Linked DNA regions of Zea mays: region 1 is linked to region 2. A link is a contact called in public Hi-C data. All regions are on one chromosome and are shown on one strand. The core of a region is the stretch at or near the end of the contact, and the rest is flanking DNA. Distances in the headings are between cores, read along the strand shown.

What was found. Hi-C and Micro-C count contacts between places; a contact is called where the count stands out from the background.
Region 1: a Hi-C map of leaf shows a contact between it and region 2, with 5 times the contacts expected there. The contact joins the promoter of LOC100283658 here to the promoter of LOC100192996 in region 2. A contact is called at or near these places in 2 of 25 Hi-C or Micro-C datasets (bundle sheath and leaf).

What each region holds. Positions count from the first base shown.
Region 1 is chr7:21,948,944-21,951,651 of Zm-B73-REFERENCE-NAM-5.0, forward strand. LOC100283658 (nucleic acid binding protein) reads left to right here and starts at 1,288. Exons shown (of 7, transcript NM_001156559.2): 1 at 1,288-1,520; 2 at 1,656-1,744; 3 at 2,451-2,602. The coding sequence starts at 1,441.
Region 2 is chr7:21,716,341-21,719,040 of Zm-B73-REFERENCE-NAM-5.0, forward strand. LOC100192996 (Tryptophan/tyrosine permease) reads left to right here and starts at 1,347. Exons shown (of 2, transcript NM_001138167.1): 1 at 1,347-2,700. The coding sequence starts at 1,357.

The DNA of each region.
Region 1 (2,708 bases), core at 38-2,537, 230 kb after region 2:
AACACATGTTTTGACATACCTTAAAAGATCAAATAAAATTTGAAAGCTAGGCTAGATTTGGCTAATATATGTAATCATCCTTCCATGCATTCGATATAAAAGAGAAATGGAAAATGGGATATGCCTAGAGGTCCATTTAGTATTCACAAAGATGTTAAGCCAACCATCTTACAATGGTTCGATGAATTATAATTCCATGTGCATATGCATCCAACCTAAAGCATGGTGTGAATCTGCTACAAAAGAAAAAATTTAGACTAAAAAGTCATGACCATTACATCTTTACCGAAAGGTTGCTTCTTATAGGGTTTCATGAGTTTTTACTAGAGAAAGTAAGGTGTTGTTTGGCTGAGCTTAGTTTCTTCTACTGTCAATTGTGTTCCAAATAGCTTAGAAAGAATGTTATCCACTTGCTTGAAGAGCATGTTGCATTGCTTATTTGTAAAATGGAGAAGGTCTTTTCTCCAGACTTCTTCAACGCTATGCAACTTCTAATCATACATTTGCCTTATATGAAGCATGATGGCGGGATAGTTGTGTGCATTTTGATGGATTTTTAAACAAAAAATTAATCATACGCAAATAGCCTCAGAAATTCATGAAATTTTAGGGAGGCGCAACATATGTCCATATATGACAAAAAAATGTTTGGACCAAAAAATCCATAATATGTCATCATTTCTTCCATTTCACTTTCACTTGTTGCATAAGTTACACGAGAAATCATTCTAAGTATCCAAGTTTCAATATAATCAATACTTCACTTTATCATTTACGTATGGAGACTTAAGGTTATCTTCTTATAGAATGTTTATTAGTCTTGGTAACTTATATACAATTTTCGGTCAACACAAGAATATTTTATGAATTTAATTGCAATTTGATGATTTTCTGCAGAAAGAAATTAATAATACACAAATAGCATAAGAAATTCATAAAATTTTACAAAGGCACAACACATGTCCACATATAATGTTAAAAAAATTTGGACTCAAAGAGTGGCTAAATAGTGTCTTACATGGTATTCGACAAAAATTTCATTGCCGATGCTATCCGTATCTGATTAGTTTCGTATTCGATACACGATTATCAATATTTATAATTAAAAACATCTGTATTTTTATTTATATCCGAAGTTATCTATATTCGGATTTGAATCTGAACAAAAATATAAAAATAAATATGATCTCGTTAATATCTGTTCGGATTCTAATTCGATTACACCTCTATCGTTACTCCTCATGCAGTCACTTCCTTTTCTTTTCGTTTTCCCCTTGTGTGTGAGCTGCGACTGCAAGTAAACCCCTCCCTCACCGGCCCTCTTTCTCTCTGTGTCATCACCCTCATTCCGACAGTTCCGCTAGAAGGAAAAGAAGAAAAAAAAACTCTCTTTCTCTCTCTTTCCCAGCCCTCTCTCTCCCTCTCCACCCGGCCGCCACCATGTCAGGCCTCTACAGCCAGGGCTTCTCCCCTGCAAGAACCCTCTCCCCCCAGATTAGGAGCAACCCCGACGCTGACAGGTACTAATTTCTCATCGGATTACTTGCTGCCAACTCTTGATCCAACGATCGCTCCGTTTCCGCTTCCTTCCCTCCTCCCCGCGATTGATTGGGCCGGTGTGCTGACGGTGCCGTCGCTGCTTGCTTCCTCCGCAGCCAGTACTTGGCCGAGCTTCTCGCGGAGCATCAGAAGCTGGGGCCCTTCATGCAGGTGCTGCCGATATGCAGCCGGCTGCTCAATCAAGGTGAGAGATCTTTTTTTCCCACCCCTCGCTTGCTCACTGTTGCTTGCTGATTGGTGACAAATCCTGTGCGCTCGAGCCTCCGAGGGGGTTCCTCTGCAATCGGGACTGGGGAATCGCGAGGCTTCAATGCTCGGATGGCTGCTGATCTTTTTTCTGCGGCTTTTATGCTGGCGGGGATGGTAGAGTTGCCAAGCCGCCGCCTTGATTTGTCTTCTCTTCGCTGGCGTAGAGTGATCCCATTAGTCTTATTGTCCCTGTTTCTAGCCCATTGTTTTGACTGTCTTGCACTCTTGCTACCAAGTTTGGTAACGAGTTCTTAGTTGATCCACCACCAATGATCAAGATGGCTGGAAACAGCATATTGATCAGGGAAGGTTTGTATAGGGGATGCAATCAATTGTTCATCCTATTCCCGCGGCTTGCATTCTGCGGAATAGGATGATAATTGATAACTTAGTTGGATTGCATTGGATATTGATTATTATCTTGTTTAATAAAAAATGTATATTGTTTCCATTTGAGGAAACCATCTGCAAGACTACACACTCTGCTATCCATAACCTATTATTTGAGATGTTGCTTGTCCTTTTTTTATGTGTTGTGTGGTGCTATTATGACACCCTATGTTTAAACAATTATATTATTTTTTTCTTTTCTGACAACTAACTCTGCTGTTTTTCTTTTCTTCGTCATTTGTGTCACGTAGAAATCATGCGGGTATCAAGCATGGTTCATGACCATGGATTTAGTGATCTTGACAGGCGCCGGTTTAGAAGTCCTAGCCCTATGTCCTCACCAATTGTCCGGCCTAATCTACATGGCAATGGATTTGGTCCTTGGAATGGGATGCACCAAGAGGTAGGTGTAATTCTTTAATCGCTGAAATATGCTTTCTTTTTTAAAACATGTTTTTATCCCTTCAGTAACCTTCCTTTGTTATGTGATATTTTAATTGTTTTTGGAT
Region 2 (2,700 bases), core at 97-2,596:
TTGATTGTCCAGAGTATTGCAAAATGGGTCTACCATTTTTGGACTCGTATTTATTTAGTTATGCATTTCCTAGGTTCTCTACAGATTAAATAAAGTATTTAATCTAAATAGAAAAGGAAAATCGATTTGCACCGAGCCCTGATCTTTTCTTAAGCTTTTTTCAACATAAGTCCTTCTTCTACTATCGACGTGAGTCATAGTCTTTGCAGAAAACCCCCTGGCTTTTTCTCCCCTTAACCCGTCGTCCTTAGTTTACCGGAACAGTGACAGAGGCAAAGAAAGGGGCCTCGAGGCTCACCGGTGGTAGTAGAGCTCCGGCGAGGGGTTGGGTGAGGTCGAGGGAGTCATGGCGAACACGTCGATGGTCGGCTTGTCGCCTGAGGTGACTGGAGGCGTCATGGCCACGAGAGTAGGTGGATGGGCTCGTCGGCGGCGAGGAGTCTAGCCTAACCATGGCGGTAGAGCTCAATTGGCTGATTCAGGGAGCTTCACTGGATGTCGTGGAAGATGTGTGCACGAGTAATTTGAAAATGGGGCTAGTGCGATGGATGGGAGTAGGGGCACAACCACCGTCGCCGCCTCGCTTGACAGGAGCAACATTCTTTATGGCACTAGCAGGTTACATCTGCGCTATCGATCATCTAGCACACATGATCCGGTAGGTTTTAGTGTCAATAACATTATAGATTTGGAGTGACAATATTGTTTTAGTGTCACTAATAGAATTGCTTCTTCATGAAAAAGTGTTAACATTGGACTTTAAATTGCATGATTGTACTATAAATTGTCCCTAAATTCTTAGTAGCAAATAGTCAATACTATAATGTGTCAGTGAATCTCATTCTTCGTTTTTTGTTGTAGGCGCAGGGATTAAATCGAGTTTGGGATGGTCTTTTAGACGCTATTAAACATATGCAAGTCTCTGCCGATGAGTTGAGAAGGTTAAGCGGCCACAACCATGGGAGGGGAGCACAAATGTCCTAAGGCGCCGTTGGTGCCTCAATCCACGTGTGGTCAGCATCTTCAATGGTGAGAGACTAATATACATCTGACGCAATGTGAAGTAATGATTAATCTATGGGGCACGGGGAAGTCACTGTGTTTGTCGTTGGCGGTGAGATAAACTGTCGTAACACCGCCCAGTTAAGGAACATTTCACTGGAAGAGAGATCAAACGAGGTCGGATACCAAAAGACCAAACCGGAAGGTGTTTTAATACTACAATCCCAATTGCCATATTCAGGATACTAAATTTTAGAAGCCCGGTCATTGGAGGAGCTTTTGGTTAAAAAAAAACTCTCTTTCGACGTCCTCTTTGCAGTCGATCTGAAAAATTACAGTCTACAGTTTACAGCCATGTTACTCTCCGGCCGCCACCACTGCCACCACAAATTCACCCCTTCCTCACCGCCGGCCGCCTTCCGCTCCACCCATCTCCGCCGTCTCCGGCCGCTTCGGCCCCTAGCCCTTGCATCCGCCAACCCTCCTCCGCCACCGTCGCCACTACCTTCCCTATTCCCGTCGCCAAGGCGTCCATGGCGGTGGCGGCACAGCGCCAGCGACGTTATCGAAGACCTTCCTCCTGTCGAGGCCGATGGAAACGACGCCGTCAAGGTCAAGAAGAGCTTCTGGGCAGCGGTGAGCCTCATCATCGGCACGGCGGTCGGGCCGGGCATGCTGGGCCTGCCGTCCGCCACCATCCGCTCCGGCCAGGCGCCCTCCGCGGTCTGCATCCTGCTCTCGTGGGCCTACGTCGTGTCCTCCATCGTCCTCGTCGCAGAGCTCAGCTTCGCCGCCATGGCGCGTGACGGCGTCGACGAGGTCAGCTTCACGGGACTTGCGTCGAGCACCCTGGGGGCGGGCCCTGGCGCGGTCGTCGCTGTCGTGTACGCCGCGCTCAGCTTCTCCCTGCTCGTCGCTTGCGTCGCCGGCATCGGCTCGCTCGTCTCCCAGCTGTTCCCCGGGGTGAGTCCGGTCCTGGCCAACGCCCTGTTCCCCTGCTTCGCCGGCGTCCTCATCGCCTTCTTCCCTTTCAAGGCCGTCGACGGCGCCAACCGAGCCCTCTGTGGCCTGATGCTTGTTTCCATTACCGCTCTCGTTGTGACTGGCGTGTCCGTCGGTCGGACCAGCTTGCTGGGATCTCTCAGCTACGCGTGCTGGAGCCCAGGCGCGATCCTGCCGGCCATACCGGTGACCGTGCTCACGCTCGGGTTCCATGTCATCACACCCTTCATCTGCAAGATCGTGGGAGACTCGGTGTACGACGCTCGGAAGGCGATACTGATTGGGGGCGCTGTGCCATTGGCCATGGTGCTGTCATGGAATGCCGTCATTCTCGGGCTGGCTAGTGCTGGCGGCAATGCTGGGTTTGATGACCCTATCAAACTCCTCCTCTCAGTGAATCCAGCCGCGCTGCCTGCTGTTCGAGGCTTCGCTTTTGCTGCACTGGCGACGAGCCTGATAGGGTACGCAGTGAGCTTTCCGAAGCAGTTGGCGGACACAGTGGAGCTGATTCTTCAGAGGTTTTCTCAGAAGCAAGGAAGCATGCACCAAGCTAATGGTAGCGGTGGATATGGCAGAAATGGGGCGATTCTTACATGGATGGTGCTGATCATTCCCATCTTTATTGCGTCGTTCTTCTCAGCAGTCTTCTCCAAGGCACTGGATTTTGCTGGGGTTTATGCAAACTGCTTCCTGTTT